Linked DNA regions of Mus musculus: region 1 is linked to region 2. Evidence: chromatin contacts called from public targeted proximity ligation data. All regions are on one chromosome and are shown on one strand. The core of a region is the stretch at or near the end of the contact, and the rest is flanking DNA. Distances in the headings are between cores, read along the strand shown.

Region 1 (4,100 bases), core at 326-2,825, 2.3 Mb after region 2:
GTTAGGTGACAGTAATCGGTTGATTTCCCAATTAAACAATTAGTAAGTCAATTGGCCTTGTGTTTTCCTTTTAATGCTGGCACAAGTAGTATTTCCTTGTTTTAGCTAAATAAAGTCTATATTATGGTTATAATAGGATCAGCTTGCTCAGTACTTATATAAGGACACGTTCTAAATTCAAGGAATACTACCTCTGCAGTTAAAACGCCCAAGTAGCTGCCCTTTGCCTTGGCCGTCTCCAGCAGGAAATGACTGAATTGATCTCAAAGAAATATGTTCTAAAGGTGCAAGCTTTTCAAATTCTTGGTCCAAGCAGGGAGTGAGAGCCTTGTAATATTAACACTCATCCTTAAGGCTGAGCAGATAAAAATAAAACCACTTCTCTATAAATGATTAATTTCTGCGTTTCATTTCCCTTAAGCACTTAGTGAATACTGTGGTAGTTCAGCATGTGATGAGAGTGATTGCTTAAAAGTGGGAAGATGGCTCAGTGGGAAAAGAGTAATTTCTGTGAAAGTCTAAGGATTTGAGTTCAAATGCCCCACCACCCACATTTAAAAACAAACAAACAAAAACCCTAAAAAGAAATCTAACATGGTATGAGATGGAGACAGTGGGATGCCTGGGACTTGCTGGCTACCAGACAGGTTCCAAACTCAGTGAGAGACCCTGTTTCAAAGGAATAGGATGGAGAATGACAGAGAAGAGCATCTAACACACACACACACACACACTGTATCTTAAATGGGAAATTGCAAGTTTAGTCTCCACTAGCCAGCCACAAGTACAGACGTCTGCTCCTCTGGATGGGGTGAAACATACACACACAGCCAGGACAGACTATTAAGGGATGTATGTATCTACATCCATTAGATCCATAAAGATTGTTGCTGCACAAAATCACGTCATAGCTGAGATTTAGACTTTCTCTGCAAACGAGACAGAGAGGTTGGAACAGGAGGCTGCAGGCAGCAGAACTTACAGGAGTACACGGGCAGAGCAGACACCTGGCTCCACTCTGTGTTCCTTTTGACACCCATGTGAAGCTAGTCATGCTGTCTGAAGAGCCCCCTCACCATTTATGTGTAACCCATTGCCCCCCACCAAGAATGTCACCCCAATAAATAAATGACATTTTAATGTATCTTATAGTTTCTTATAAAGAATAAGGCTACAGGACATTACTTTCTATATGTTAAAAGCATTCATTTCACAAAACAATATTACATTTCCATAGACCTGCTTTGAGATTTGTTTTCTCTGGTATAGGGGGAGTCTCCCCCCCACCCAAAGTGATTCACTCAAGGTTCCCTCAGCTTCTGCGCTGTCTCCTGTCTCCGGTGCCTAAATGAATGCCATCAAGATTGTAATGGGGAGAAGTGTGGTGGTCAGAGCAGGGAGAACCGTATTAATGAGTGATGGTTTGTGGGTGGCCTAGAGACTGGGAGGAAATCAAGAACGTTTCTGCAAGGGCTGTGGATGTGGCTTGGCAGTAGTGCTTGCCTAAGCATGCACTAAGGACATGGGTTCAATCCCCATCACTGCCAAACAAAAGGAAAATGACTTAGCAATTTCTAGTCTAGGTCACTGAAAGGGTGATGTGCTATTAATAGGCAGCCAAAAGGGAAGTGGCATTCACAAGATTGGTGCCATTTTGGGTACTTTTTTTTTTTTTTTTTTTTTGGCTTTCAGCAAGGCAGATTAACAGCATTGACCACAGTGCTCCTGAATAGACAAAGAGATTCTGGCCAGGACCTAGGCGTGGGCCATGGAGAGCGAACCATAAGGAAAGCATCTGCACAGGTCTTGGAGAAATCACAACTCCTTTAGGTAACTGAGTCACAAAATTCCTTGTAAAGACCCCCCTGAGGCTGCCTTGTAAACACACAGATCACGGACTTCCGCAAGGGAGGGTGGGGTCTCCTCAGAATTGGTGAAGGAAGACTAGGATCTAAAGCTGAATACAGATCTGACTCAGCACTCTCAGGCAAGACAAGAGCATCCACCTCCCCAGCCTGCAAGGGGACCACCTTCTGTCCACAAGCATTGCTATCTCTTTGAGGGGGCATCTTTGCCTCCCTTCACAAGAAACACCTTCACCAGTCACAATGCAATGTGTGTGCACAAGACAAGGAGCCCTGTATGCTTGCTTAACTGCAGTGTGGAGGCAGAAGCCTGCAGGGGAGGGGTGACTGTAGTACATTCTCCCAGCAGAGATTTAACTGGGAACCTTAGAAAAAATGGCTGGTAGTAGTAATTACTACTTAACTACGAACATTATAGGAAATAATATCTACACTCATTTTTCTTTGGATAGAATCTAAAAGCTGATGTTGTTTTCCTGGTTGTTTTGTTTTTTGGCTTTGGTTTTGGTTTTTGAAAAAAAGGGGAAGTAAAGTAAGATCATAGGCTCGTTCTTACATGAGATATATACTTTATGTGTTTGAAAGCAGAAAAAAAGTGATCAATGCCAGTCATCATTCAATCGTTTTGTAAAAGATTCACAAGGGGAGATGATAGTATAGCGCTATAAACACTAAAACAAAATCTCAAATGGATTTGGAAAAGGAAAACTGGCATAGCCACCTAAGCATTATAATATACTTAGTGTCTTGTGATGGAGACAGAAGAAACAAGCATCTCACATGACATAACAATATAAGTATTTCTATATACTATTTATTAACTTGCACAATATATAGGTATTTTTTTGCTGTTGTTGATTTGTTTGAGCAGCAATGTTTGTTAGCTGAAAATTCAAATGAGCACAAAAGTTCATTAATAGATACTTTTTAAACAAACCATGACATAAATATGCAATGGAATACTATGCATCTTCAGATAAGTGTTCTAAGAATTATTGGGAAGATCTCTGTGATAGGAAATAAACACACTTTTTGTGAGCTTGCTGATAGCAAATAATTCAGAGAATAAAATACTATGTCCTTTATGGCACCTTTTGAATTTAAAAGGTGGAAACAAAAAATAATCCATATTTGTTTCTAATGAGCATGTGGAAGATACAAAGATGTTAAATGAAGGTATTATACAGCAAGAACACATGTTAAAAACTGGAAAGTAAGACAGAAAAAGAAGTATTTACTGTTATCTTTCTGGTCTTTTTTTTGGCAGGGGGAGGCTAGTTTTTAAATTGCAAAAGCCAACTGTTTAATGTTCACAACAGTCCATTACATAAAATGTTTCGTTAATAAACAAAGTAAGGGGGCATTTTTAAACTGTAAATGGAATGTGACCTTAGAACCCAGTAGAAATGATTAAATTAATCAAGCCAGCCTTCCTTAGCTGGTACATTGGCCTCCAGCCGTCTTGTGGTAACTCTGTCCAGTGAATTCAGTCACCAACTCAGATGACGCAGTGACTTCCAAAAGTTGTTACGCCTAGCCCCAGAAAACATCCATACCTTTGCCAAAATGGTTCTTCCGCCCACGAGGGATTCGGTGAATACTCAGAATATAGCCATCTCCTGTCAGGACCGAGTGTTCCTCACCAGGATATCCCCAGCGCATGATTATCTCGGTCTGGGGAGAAAAAGAACAATGGGTATTCTATGGTGGACTCTGAGTCTTCCATCTCCAAAAATAGCAGGCAGAAAACAAAGCTTTATTCTGCTCCATCTAGTAACCAAGATTCCATCTCAAGACCCAGTCAGTTATACTCGCAGGCATCTCATCATTCCGCCAGCTCTGCACTGAGTGTATCAAATTTGGCCTCTTGTCGTTTTCTTTCCTGCCGACCAGGCACAAATAAAGACTTCTTTTCTAAATATGTCAGCTAACATTTTTCATGTTCCAAAGTTCCTGACCTAGGCAATAAGGCTAAACAAAATGTCATTTGAAAGGCATGAAACTAATAGAAGAAAAGCCGAAAAATGAGAAACTGCCATTAATTTTACCTCCCCACAGGGAAAGAGTCATGAGTGGCAGGTGGGAAGGCATCCACCAATTACATGGAAGATCAAAGTGTTCGTTATCCTCTCTGCCATAAATACCTGAAAGACTTGAATTCCATCATTCCCTTAGAAGGATGCCATGGCCTGTGTCAGTCCATCCTGTCCTATCTAGGAATTTGTCACTCTCTGC
Region 2 (4,209 bases), core at 1,166-3,665:
CCTAGAGGGGGTGGGGGTGGCACGCCTTTAATTCCAGCACTGGAGAGGCAGAGCCAGTGGGATCTCTATGAGTTTGAGGCCAGCCTGGTCTACAAAGTGAGTTCTAGACCAGCCAGGGTTATGTATTAATACCCTGTCTCAAAATAAACAAAACCCCAACATACTCTACAGCACATTAATTGGACTGTCTTATAAGATAGGAACCAAGATGTCTGACAATGACACCCTGGAAGTGCAGAGGAGGGAACACACTAGCTGCTCAGTCCCCAAAGTAGATAGCCTCATAAATCCCAATATGGTACTGAAAGCCTGGCAGCTCCCATTTAGCCCTTGTCAGAAGGTTGCAGAAGCAGGGTCTGATGCTGGCTGGGAGGCCAATGGGGTGTTGCCAAGTGGTATCATCTCCATTTCTACTCCCTTCTTCCTGGGTACCGTATATTAGATGCTGAATAAGAGTACATAGAGCCTTTTGGAAAGCCTTGGTCCAGCCCTGTTAAGGTAGTGCTCTCTGATTAGCATTGCAACTAATCTTCAAAAGGGCATGCCACTATTCTACCAGGCCAGATGCTTCAGGAAGATGGGGGTCATGGTTAAGACCAGTGAATTCCATGGGCACAAGTCCACTAATACAGCTCTTTGACTGTGAAGCGAGTTCCTTGGCCAGCAAATGCTTCATGGAAAAGCTTGATTCTCCAAATCCATGAACGGTAACTTTGACAGAAGCGATAACACAAAGAAGGCAAATGTATATCCAGAACAAGTGTCTACTCTAGAAAGGACCAAGTACCGCCCTTTCCACAATGGCGGCCACCGAAGCTGGAGTCCAGTACCAGATCAGCAAAGGTTGGCAGGAGTGGTGACAGACACCACCTTCAGAAAGCAATGGCGAAAGTAGGCACACACTGCCTCCTCCTAAGACCTCTTTATATCTGGACCAACTGTGGAAGGTGTCAGCCCTTTGAGGGTGGCTTCCCCACCCTCATTATTCCCCTACAGAAACACCGAGATAGACACAACCAGAGGGGCTTCCTAGGTGACTCTAAATCTTGCCAAGTTGTCAATCAGGGCCAACTATCACACTGACAATTAAATTCAGTTTCAATGACTTCCTACTGTTCCTGTCTTATCCCAGCAATCTGTTAAATGTGCTAGGATAACTATAATTATAAAACATGATTGTTCTATGTTTTTTATACTTCAAAGGAAAGAGCTCAAACCCAACCATTTCATCCCTTTTATCTTTAACATTATTGTTAGTGGAGCACAACACATCTCAAAATCCACCATCTTGGAAATGTTTAGGTATGTAGTCTGTGCACTAAAAACAGTGACATTGTAGCTGGGCATGGCGCCTTTAATCCCAGCACTAGAGAGACAGAGGCAGGTGGATCTAAGTTCAGGCTAACCTAGTCTACATAGGTTCCAGGACAGCCAGGACCATGTAGCCACCCCCCAAATTACATTTTCACTGTATTATCACATCACCAAAATGTGTCCATCACCCCAATGAGAAATTCTGTTAAGCAATAGTTCCCCAGTTCCCCGTTACCTAACCCCCAACCCCTGTACATCAATAAATCACCATTCTATGGGAAGTTTTTAGGGGCTGAAGTAAGTGGATAAAAACCTTTTTTGTTCCTTTTTGGTGGGCTTGTTTTAATTAGCAAAATGGCTTTAAAGTCATATATGTTAAACCATGAGTTGAAATCCCTTTACTATTTATTTGTAAATATGTGTAGTATATGTGTATGAATAGAGCTGTGTGTGTGTGTATAAATACACACACACACACACACACACACACACACACACACACGGCCATCACTCCCCAACACCTGCCCCAGAGGATTAGTCTTTCTCCACATATATCTACACCAGAAGCCATTGGCAGAGGTGAGCCAGGCAGTAGCCTGAGTGGGGCCAGCTCACCTGTAGAAGGGGTGGGCCAGCTCTCCAGCACCCATGTACATTAACATGCCTTTAGGCAGCAGCTCAGACCATGGGCTTCAGGTAACCAGGGTCACCAATACATACAAGACTCGTGAGCATAGCAGGCCACTGACCCACCCACCGCCCTCAGCAGCTACCCAGGCCACTAACACCCAGATCTTTTATGTGGGTGCTGAGGGTCTAAACCATGTCCTCATGCATGCATGGCAAGCTCTTTACTAACTGGGGCAACTCCCCAACCCCAATTTCCTTCTTTTAAAAGCAAAATAAACACATTCTGATTTGTGTGTAGAGAGTATTCTATTTCTCCGTTCACTTATCAGTAAATATTGAGGTTTCTTTCGAGTCTTAGCAATCATAAATAATGTTGCTGAGAACATGGGTGGGCCGTCTAACCAGGGGTGGCATGGCTGGGTCACGTGTACTTCTATCTTTTATGCTTTGAGGAACTGCCATAGAACTTTCCATGGTAGCTCAGCCATGCAGCCATTTCAAAACACCATAAACCACAGCAGGGCTTGCCTTTTCCCACATCCTCATCAGCATAGTCGTTATTTTCTGTTTTTGTTTTATTTTTTAAGACCGCATCTTCAAAACCAATTAATTGAATTCTTTTTTTTTTTTAATCTCATCTATGCAGTTGGCTAAAAATGGCAGAAAACCAGATCTGCATCAACTTTAAATACCTCCAGGGAGACAATTTTAATAAAGTAACTGAGAAGGAAAAAACAAGATAGAGAAGGAGAAGAGGGAGGGGAAGGAAGGAGAGCAAGTGCTGGAAACACACACACACACACACACACACACACACAGAGACCTGAAACACCCACTTCCGAGGCCAGCACTGCGGGAACCTTCGGCCTCTTTACCTGCAGACAAATACCTTGCCTTCAGAGCTCTTGGGAGAAGTTACAGAGCCCCACCCAGCACAACATCCAGACCTAATAAGCACTAAGATGTGGGAGGTTCAGATGGTAAGGAAGCAAAGTTTTGTTATTACTGGAAAACCACCAGAACTTACAGAAGGCCTCATGTTAGTCAGCATTTCAGTACAGACTTGCCAGCCATTCATGTGATACTGTCTTATATAATTGGGCATGTACTTCCCAGGCCTCAAGGATGCCACTAGTGTTAACATTAATAGCATATTCACTATTAAAAATGTAAGAACACAAACATATTCTTCCAGGGAGTAGACACGGTATCAGAGCTTAAGCAATGGTAACAGCACTAAATTACACCTTTCCACAGTTTGAAAGCAGCAGCAACATCAAAAACCATACACCTGAGATTATAATTAACCTAGTTATACAGCCAAGGAAGGAGGACATTAGAGACAACTGTTCACTTTTTTTTTTTTTTTTTTTTTGGTTAACCAATTAAAATGGCTGTCTTTTAAAGCGTTGGTTTAGGCTAAGTTCATATGTCAGTATGTGGAAAAGCAAAGAAATCATTGAAGACCTCACAGACACCTTCTTCTTAGAATTGTGTCTGGCCTTTCCATGATATTCAGAGAATCTAGGCTAGAGAATCAAAACTATGCTACCCAAACTCCCACTCGAAAGCTGCCCTTTAGCCTGTTTCTGGAAACTTACTAATCTACTACAGCAAAGTGCAGAAACCTTGAAATGTTATAAGTACCAGCTGAAGTGTTATAAAAGATGGATACATTTAAACATTAATTACACACAAGTGAGTTTTCAAATAAAAGCTAAGTGAAGACAACATGCAAATCAACCTTCTGCAAGACCTTTGTCCTGGTCTAAATACTTTACACTTCCAACCTGCACAAGCCTTCTCCTTTGCGTTCCATCAATATTACAATGTATTCTGAATGGCTCCTTACAACTGATGCATTCTTTGCATACTCTGCTGAGAAATATCCATGTCAAAAGACACTAAAGTATTAGTTATGCTACTAATTCAGATCTCGAATCTTTCCATGATATCAAGTCACAATAACCTCTTCTTTCTATCCACCCAAAGAAATGGCCTACAACACAGCACCTTGACCATGGCCTTAGTGTAGGCGTATTAGCTCAGGATTATAAAGGAATCTATGCTTTAATAATGATCCTTTTTAAATATCCTAATTTCCGAAAAGAAAGAACATGGATATGTAATTTTAAATATGCTTCTCTAAGATTCTCTAAGATGCTGGTGGACTTTTAAAGAGCTCTTTAGCCAGTCCTCTGAATACGTGGGGTGACATCTTAAGAGTCCTATTACTACTGGGTCTCAGAGAACCAGGCTGAAACA

The links.
Region 1: a contact with region 2 is called in a targeted proximity ligation map of bone marrow-derived dendritic cells, with 11 times the contacts expected there. A contact is called at or near these places in 1 of 39 promoter capture datasets (liver) and 1 of 130 datasets of targeted methods (bone marrow-derived dendritic cells).

Annotation. Positions count from the first base shown.
Region 1 is chr19:34,520,001-34,524,100 of GRCm38.p6, forward strand. It overlaps Lipa (lysosomal acid lipase A), which reads right to left. Exons shown (of 10, transcript NM_021460.3): 3 at 3,422-3,539. Among named protein-coding and RNA genes, the nearest start is that of Lipa, 5.4 kb to the right of the region's middle.
Region 2 is chr19:32,264,191-32,268,399 of GRCm38.p6, forward strand. The region is part of intron 3 of Sgms1 (sphingomyelin synthase 1); the gene reads right to left. Among named protein-coding and RNA genes, the nearest start is that of Sgms1, 120 kb to the right of the region's middle.